Linked DNA regions of Mus musculus: all the other regions are linked to region 2. The links are chromatin contacts, called in public HiChIP or PLAC-seq and promoter capture Hi-C maps. All regions are on one chromosome and are shown on one strand. The core of a region is the stretch at or near the end of the contact, and the rest is flanking DNA. Distances in the headings are between cores, read along the strand shown.

What was found. Promoter capture Hi-C pulls out the DNA fragments that hold promoters and counts their contacts. HiChIP or PLAC-seq counts read pairs in DNA pulled down with a chosen protein or histone mark.
Region 1: a promoter capture Hi-C map of hematopoietic stem and progenitor cells shows a contact between it and region 2, with 2.4 times the contacts expected there. The contact joins the enhancer-like site here to the promoter of Cyth2 in region 2. A contact is called at or near these places in 4 of 39 promoter capture datasets (the C10 cell line, embryonic stem cells, hematopoietic stem and progenitor cells and 1 more), 1 of 115 datasets of contacts at active chromatin or transcription factors (memory CD8 T cells) and 2 of 9 other capture datasets (adipose tissue and pancreatic islet).
Region 3: a contact with region 2 is called in an H3K27ac HiChIP or PLAC-seq map of microglia, with 4 times the contacts expected there. The contact joins the promoter of Rasip1 here to the promoter of Cyth2 in region 2. A contact is called at or near these places in 4 of 39 promoter capture datasets (cranial neural crest, liver, neural stem cells and 1 more), 3 of 484 Hi-C or Micro-C datasets (Th1 cells, embryonic stem cells and extraembryonic endoderm stem cells), 3 of 115 datasets of contacts at active chromatin or transcription factors (effector CD8 T cells, memory CD8 T cells and microglia) and 2 of 9 other capture datasets (adipose tissue and liver).

Annotation. Positions count from the first base shown.
Region 1 is chr7:46,057,080-46,059,779 of GRCm38.p6, reverse strand. It overlaps Nomo1 (nodal modulator 1), which reads right to left. Exons shown (of 31, transcript NM_153057.4): 14 at 2,572-2,700; 15 at 1,228-1,364. Among named protein-coding and RNA genes, the nearest start is that of Gm39010, 17 kb to the right of the region's middle. Within about 2 kb of position 1,264, at least 108 of the 459 cell types and tissues checked have an H3K27ac peak or open chromatin away from gene starts, as enhancers often do. A contact at or near this core is called in hematopoietic stem and progenitor cells and memory CD8 T cells, where this site is marked.
Region 2 is chr7:45,812,970-45,815,669 of GRCm38.p6, reverse strand. Cyth2 (cytohesin 2) reads left to right here and starts at 1,354. Exons shown (of 13, transcript NM_011181.3): 1 at 1,354-1,572; 2 at 2,514-2,661. The coding sequence starts at 1,554.
Region 3 is chr7:45,626,153-45,628,852 of GRCm38.p6, reverse strand. Rasip1 (Ras interacting protein 1) reads right to left here and starts at 1,316. Exons shown (of 12, transcript NM_028544.1): 1 at 1,263-1,316; 2 at 947-1,087; 3 at 1-439. The coding sequence starts at 1,083. Izumo1 (izumo sperm-egg fusion 1) reads right to left here. Exons shown (of 10, transcript NM_001018013.1): 9 at 2,572-2,700; 10 at 1,611-1,825. The coding sequence ends at 1,645.

The DNA of each region.
Region 1 (2,700 bases), core at 15-2,514, 240 kb before region 2:
GCACAACTCAGCCTCAAAACCAGAAAGAGAAAAGGTGGGAGGGGGCTGGGCAGTTAAGAGCACTGGCTGCTCTTCCCGAGAACCTGGTTCTGATTCCTCCGTGGAGACTCACAGCCATTAGTAACTCCAGCCCTAGAGGATCCATGCCCACATCTGGCTTCCACAAACACAGCACACAGGTAATACAGACACACATAGGCACAACACCCACATACACAAAAGAAAAAAAAACAATAATCTAGGCCAGCTGCGGTTCCGCCCTCTTTAATCCCAGCACTAGGGAGGGCAAGGCATTTGGATCTGCTAAGTTTTGAGCCAGCCTGGTCTACATGGTGAGTTCCAGGACAATCAGGGCTACATAATAGAGAAAGCTGATCTCAAAAACAAACAAACAAAACAAAAACCAAAAAACAACAACAACAAAATAATAATAACTTTAAAAATGGTTTAAGGACCAGACATACAACTCAGCAGTAACCGTTGGCCCAGCATGTCTGAAACCCTGGGTTTGGTCCACAGAACTGCAAAACGAAAATAAAAGGAAAACAAGAGAAGAAGCGAGTGAGTGCGCTCTGCCCACAGGAAGCAGCCTAGAGAACTCAGCTGCACTAGTCAACAGTGTACTGGGCACACCACAGAAATGCTACACACAGCACAGCTTGCTGACCTCCCACAGCCTGAGGAGCGGGCACTGTGATCCCAACGCGGCAGGAAGAGACAAGACCACGCAGCCGCACCGCACCACACCGAGCTGCCCAGCTGCCCACGGGCTGAGGAGGACCTGTAACACTGCAGGCTGAGGATGCCTTCCCTGGCAGGTGGGAACCCAGGGTAGAAAAGGGAACTTGGCTTAACTGTCATTACACTCTTGCTGTGCCAGGCTCCAGCAATTGCTATAAGCCATTTACTTCTCTCTCTCTCTCTCTCTCTCCCTCTCTCTCTCTCTCTCTCTCTCATTCTCTCTCTCTCTCTCTGTGTGTGTGTGTGTGTGTGTGTGTGTGTGTGTGTGTGTAGACCAGAGGGTAACTTGCAGGATTTGAGGCTGAGCCGTCTTGCCCGCCCCGCTGGGCACTCTCTCTGAGGCTGAGCCGTCTTGCCCGCCCCGCTGGGCACTCTCTCTGAGGCTGAGCCGTCTTGCCTGCCCCGCTGGGCCCTCTCTCTGAGGCTGAGCTGTCTTGCCCGCCCCGCTGGGCACTCTCTCTGAGGTCCCTCAGAAGCAGCACATACCAGAGTGATGGCGTGTGAGAGTGCGCAGCGCAGCATGTAACCGGTCTGCCTGAACTCCACCGCAGACACGTCGTCCTCCAGCACTTCCACTTCCAGACTCTTGTTCCTCCAGCACCAGTCCTCATGCATGATGCTTACTGCAAAGCCAACACATGGGGCTGGGGCCTCACGGTGCCGGGCAACTAGGGGCCTGCAGCACTGAGCAACTGGGGACCTGCTAGCTAGCTGCAGAGGAGTACACATGTACTAAACACAGAATTGTGCACTTTAATCCTAGTACTCTGAAGGCTGAAGTACAAGGATTAAGAGTTCAAAGCCAGCCTGTCACCGCAGGTATCTGTAGAGAGACCGGAGGACCTCACTTGACCGCCATCGCAAACCCTACAAGTTTCTGAGTGCTTAGCCCGAGCGTCAAGCCCTGGAGGCCCCGCTTCCTCAGCTCAGTACCCTGTCTAAAAAGAAAATACACTTTACATAAAAATACCTAAGCAGGAAGCAATGTTCAGGGCAGGTCGCTGCCAAAGAAAAACTGACATCAGTGGCCACTGTCACCACAAATAAGGAAATCCATCTAGGCAGAAGATGCCAGGTTACAAGATATTCATGGGCCGCTACACTTTTTGTAAATTGTCTGACTTTTGTTGTTGTTTTGGCAAATTTCAAACTCCTTGACTCAAAAGACTCTCCCTCCTCCGCCCGCCCGGCACCCGGATTCTAGTCAGCTTTGCGGGTCTGGGCTTCTGGACTCTGCCAGGGAACTGTGAGCAGCAACAGTCATACGAGCTCATGGGCACGTCAGGACTCTGTGAAACTAAAGAAACAGGCAGCCAGCTCTTTCTGAGACAGAGAAACACAAGCCCCCAAGAGAAAAGTCTACCTCACTAGGTAGAAGTCTAGTCCCTGCCACCAGCTGCAAGCTGCTCTTCAAAACAGAGGCAAGAGCTGGCTTACCGAGGGCAGGAAGGGCACCAGCGTGGGGCCCTGCCCTGCCGACCAGGCCCTGTGCTCTGCCTCTTAGTCTCTCCTTGAGAAAGGCCACTGTACCGTTTCAAGGGTAAGGTATCGGTCAGGGGAGGAGAAAGAATGACTGGGCAAGGTCACTCTAGCTAGGCCTAAGTGGCAGACATGAGAACAGAACTATCGTGCTCCTTCTGGCATTTAGAAATAAAACAGTTTTTGCCAGGCACCGTCCCAGAGCACATGCAGGGCAGAACCTCTGTGACAAAGGAGCTAACTTGGCAGGTAAGGTCCTGGGACAGAGTTCCCTAGGAGAGGCCTACAGTAAGCCCACAGAGGAGCAGGCTTGGGAGAGCGAGCTCCTGAGAGTATCAGGCCCCATCTTACTTTTGTATCTCCCAGGCAGAACTTTGTCAAAGGTGAAAGTCATGGAGTTGACTTTGCCTGAGAGCTGGAGGCTGCGTTTCTCACCCTGGCGGCTCAGGGACTGCAGGGTCACCAACAGGTCACCGCAGG
Region 2 (2,700 bases), core at 105-2,604:
TGGGAACAAAGGAGACCATGGCGGAGAAGGATGCTAAGTTGGTTGGGCTGAACAGGCAGGGACATGGGATTCTAATGAAAAGAGAGAACTGGGTAGAACTGGTGTACCCAGGGTCTCCAGAAGAGAAGGCATGGGTCACGCCAGTCGTAAAGGTCACAGAGGGGATTAGGAGGCTCCGTGACTAATCCAGAGGCTTACCCAAGTCCTGGCCCAGAATCCGCCCCCACCTGAGCAGCTCAGGGACACAAATGAGGACAAGACCTGGAAGCCCCATCATGGGCCTGGGATTTACAAGTGTGCCGGAGTTCCCCATCACACAGGCCCCTCACTGCTTTCCCTGTAAAGAGGAGAATAATGTGTGGAGGAATGAGTTTAAGAAGAGCAGTGAGCCGAGCAGTGGTAGCGCACGCCTTTTAATCCCAGCATTTAGGAGGCAGAAGTAGGAGGACTTCTGAGTTCGAGGGCAGCCTGGTCTACAGGGTGAATTCCAGGACAGAGAAACCCTGTCTCGAAAAGAAAAAAAAAAGGGGGGGGGGCAGGAGTGTGGGAACTGAAAAGGTTGGGTGGAAGGAGGACTTTAAGCACAGGGTCTTGGAGAGTTGACAGAGTGCCAGGCAGAAGATTCTGAGGAAAAAGGGGTGTCTTGGGAGAATGCCTGGGGAAGGCAGGATTTTAGGAAGAGGAAGCTAAGAGGGAGAGTTTAGGAGGAAGAGTCACCGCGCATTCACGGTACCCAATACCATAACATTTGGAAGAAAGAATGCTTTTATTTACCATCCTTTGATTCTGAGGAGATTTGAGGTATGTAGGAAAGTCTCATGTAGAGGTATGAAAAGGGTTCAGAGATAGCGACCTGCAGAGAATTACCCTGAGAAAGGAGGCAAAAAGACCGACCTGTGTGGCTCGCAGTTGCTTGGCAACCACTGCGGTCAAAAGCTAGCGTGGAGGGCCAGGAGGTGTGGCTCGAGCTGCAACCCAAGGTTGAGACCCCGCCCTTGACAACAAAACTAACAAAGCACCGCCCCCTAACAACGAATGCCTGTTGGGGGGGGGTGGAGGGTTAAGTACCGCTAGTCTGGCTTGTGCGCAGGCGCAATCTCCCCTCTCCATGAAGCCACACCTCCTGGTCACTTCTTTATCAATTTTCTTATTGGAGGATAAAGCTGCCAAGGATTTTCCTTTGTTTCGGGGGCGGGACCGAGCACACTACCCACAGTCCGATTGGTCAGGCTAGCAGTCTATCGCCAGCTGTACGTGCCTGCATCTCCTTCTTGTGTGCCTATTGGTCCTGGAAATGATCCTGTGGGGCTAGGGGGCGGAGCATTCTGGGAGACCCGCAGCAGATTGGGTGGTGTCAAAGCAAGGGGCGGGCCCCACCGGCCGGGCGGTTGGGCCGTGAAGGGAGAGTCTTTTCGGCGCTGAGGACGGGCGCTGAGGAGGCGGCGGTGGCTCCTGGGGCGTTTGAGCGGGCTCACTCGAGCCCGCGGGCCGACGCGGACGCAGGCCCAGCCGGCGGAACCGCCCCGGACTCCCCGCGGGCCTTCCTAGCCGCCATGGAGGACGGTGTCTACGGTAGGCCGGGCGAGGCGGGCGGGCGGGCGGAGCGGCTCCCGAGCCCCGCCGCGGACAGCAGGGCAGTGGCGAGGCTTCTTTCAGCGCGCGGGACGGGCTTCCGGCGCGGTCGAGAGCCGGGGGTCCCGGGCCATTGTTTGGGCCGAGCCCGCTTCCGGCGACGGCGGGCGGGGCGGGGCGCGCAGCGGGGCGGGGCGTACACCCGCGGGAGCGGCGGCCTGGCTTTCTTCCTGCGGACCTAGGCTTAACGCCGTCCTTTCCGACCCTGACCCAGGGTCCTGCTGCCGTAGCTTGTTTCTACTGTGTACCCCAGATCCAGGCCACGTTGTCCGCTATGGCGGAACCAGAACCTCGTTTCTTTTCCAAGAAATGCACCCAAGATTCAGGACCCCCAACTTTCCCATCATGATGGAGCCAGAATCTGGCCCCCTTACGAGAAATGCACCCCAGGTTCATGCTAGGATCCCTACAGTGGTGGATCCAGAAGCCAGAGTCCTGGTGTCTTTCCAAGATTTGCATCCGAGATCTAGGACCCCAAAGCCCTTTTGATGATGAAGCCATGAGTCCAAGGCCCTGTGTCCTTCCAAGTAATGTTTCCAATATCCAAGCATCCTGTTCTACTGTGTTGGGACCAAGGAGCCAGGGCTTCCAAATAAAGCATCTAAAATTCAGACTCAGGAGTTTCTAATTGTGGTGATGGGTCCAGAATCCCAGGGACTGGTTGCCTTTCAAGTAATTGGCCCAGAAATTCATCCTCAGACCTATGAGCTGGGATTCCTAGGCACTTCTGACACAAACTCAGGACTCAGTTTTACTCCCTCTCCTCAGACTTCTGGTACCCATTCCTCTTCTGGACAGGAATCCAGGCCCCCAGCCCAAATCCTTTCTCAGGATGCAGGAGTCCTGACCCCCAGAACTAATTTCTTGACCCTGGTCCCCAGAGCCCCCAGACTTGACTCCAGAGGAGCGCATGGAGTTGGAGAACATCCGGCGGCGCAAGCAGGAGCTGCTGGTGGAGATCCAGCGCCTGCGAGAAGAGCTAAGTGAAGCTATGAGCGAGGTGGAGGGTCTGGAGGCCAATGAGGGCAGGTGAGGCCTGTGGGCACTCATGGGACATGGGGCTTAGCC
Region 3 (2,700 bases), core at 67-2,566, 190 kb after region 2:
GCCGCTGTCGCCCGCTCCGCGGCCGCCCGTCAGCCCGTAGCGCTCCAGCGCCTCCGCCACCAGCTCGCGCGCGGTGGATCGCTCCGTAGCCAGCACGCTCTTGTAGTTGGCGCCCGACGCCAGCCCAGAAGCGAAGATCTTGAGCACTCCCGGGGGCACCGCGGCACGCGTGGGCAACGGGGGCTCCGGAGCTACACCCGCCGCCAGTTCAGGCAGCTTCTTCTCGCTGGCCCAGCGCTGCGCGCCCCCAGGCGTGCCAGGACCCCCGGCGCCGCCGGCCCCTGAGCCCCGAAACAGCTGCGAGATGCGCTTGGCTCGGCTGCCCGACGCTCCCCCCGCCGCCTTCACCGCACCTACGCGCCGCAGCTCCACGTGCGGCGGCGGCGGCGGCGGCGGCAGGGGCTCGCTGCTTCGGCTCCCCGTGTCGGAGGACGAGGACCTGAGGAGAAAGAAGTGGGCAGAGAGGACACAGAAGAGAGAATCAGAGACAGAGACACAGAGAGAGACAGAGACACAGAGAGACACCCAGAGATAGTGCCCAGAAAGAGGGGCCAAAGACACAGAGAAACCGAGAAAGGGGGAGGGACAGAAACTCAAGAGTCAGAGACAAAGAACCAAAGAAAAGGGACAAAGGGATGGGAGCAGAAAACCAAGATGGTGGTGTGCGGTGGGAAGAATGGAGATAAGAGAGATAGGTAATAAAATTAATAAAGATATGACCCTTGGTAAGAAATAGGTGAACAGAGAGAGGGGATGTGTACTGCGTTCCATCCCAGTGCCCACTTCTTCTCTCCCTGTGCCTCGACGTCACTGTGTTCCACTGTCACCCCCCAGCTCGCTTGTCTATTTAGGACAGGAACCACTGCCCACTTTTGTAGGGTCGCTGGCATGACCCAGTGATAAACAGGGACAAATGGCAGGCATACCATAGAGGTTGACCACTTACTTGACAGAGGCAGCGCTGGGCCAGCGCCGCCCCAGTTTGGCGAGCTGTTTCCTTGGGGAATTGATCCACAGGCCCACTGGAAGATGGAGCTTCCCGAAGCGGGGGCTTCCGCCCTCCTTTCGTTCACCAGATAGCATGGCCCTAAGGGAAGAGGGGAAGGCCCCAAGTCCTAAGGCCACAGTCGGGTGGGGTGGGGTAGAGTGGGGAGCTACGGAAGAGAGAATCAGTTCTGGTTCCTGAATCCCAGGGAGTAAGAGGGGCAAAGAAATGAGCTCCTAGGTCCCAGGATGGGTGGAGTCACTGTTGTGGCTCTTACCCTGCTTCGGGTCCCGTAGCACCCGGAGGCCCTGGTGCTGTTGGCCTCCGTTAAGTCCCAGTCCCTCTGTAAAGTGTTTTCCTCTGCCCAAGCTCCCAGCACTGGGTGGGGGACAGGAAAAGGCAAGAGGAAACCCGGCAGGAAGAGCGGGGAGGGGGCGTCCTGTGAGGAGACCAGGCCTGGGGGAGGAGATGAGGCAGGGCTGGCCCTGGCCTGCGCCTTGATTCTGGGCCCACCACTCACTCATGGGCCACCTAGAAAGGGAGGTCCCATGTTCCAGCTACAACTCCCTCAGATGGCGGGGGAGGGCACATCCAGATCTCCTCTCTTGGAGCCAGAAGTCAGAACCAGTCCCCAAAAGTAAGTCAAATACAAATCTTTATTAGTTTTCTGTTGCCTCGCTCTTATCTCCAGAGTAGTCAGAGTTAAAATCTGCCTGAGAGGCCTTCTTCAATCCCATCTGTTGGGACAAACTCTGATCTGACTTGGATCCTGACGCGGTGGGTTTGACTTCGTCACTTGCATTCTTCAATTTAGCGCTGACTTTCCTAAAGTGAAGTACCCTGGGGCAGGACATAGGTGCACAGAACCACATTAGGTCACAGGTTGAGTGAAGTACACACTTTCCTGAACCGCCCCCCCCCAAGCCTAACTTAACAGTTTATATAAGCCTTGTCCTCCTAAGTGAGCCCCAAAGGAAAGTGCCCAGTAGCTTCCTGTCCTGTTGCCAGCACTGGATTGTAGGATGCCCTCCCTCCACCCAGGCCCGACCCACTCCAAATCACTTCCCTCCACAAGGCCGTTTCCTTTCCATCCATCCATCCGTCCATCCAAGCCCTTGTCTGCACCCTTCTATAAAATCTCTCCATAGCCAAGACTACACTCCTCCATCAAGCCACTCCCCTCCACCAAGCCCCTCCTCTCCGCCAGCTCCCTTCCTTCCATCAAGCCTGCCTCTGTCTTCAAGCCCCCCTCTTACCCAGACCCCCAAGTCCTCTATCAAGACATGCTCCGGCCCATTGGACACACAAACTTTATATGCCCCAGTACAGGGGAATGCCAGGGCCAAAAAGGGGGAGGGGGTGGGTAGGGGAGTGGGGGTGGGTGGGTATGGGGGACTTTTGGTATAGCATTGGAAATGTAAATGAGCTAAATACCTAATAAAAAAATGGAAAAAAAAAAGACATGCTCCTTTCAAAGCTTGTCTCATTCCTGCTTTTCCTCCACTGCACCTGCGTCTCTTCCCTTCACCCAAGTCCACTTTATCTAAGGCCCACCCTCCCTTTAAATTTCCTGGTGAACAGCTCACGAGATAATGATGCTGGCCACAAGAACCACAAAGCCAAGGGTCAACAGTATTAAGAGGCGAGTTTTCATTTTTTTCTCTGGATTTTGAGCGACTGTAGGTATGAGCTCCGGGTACAACTCTGGGTGCAGC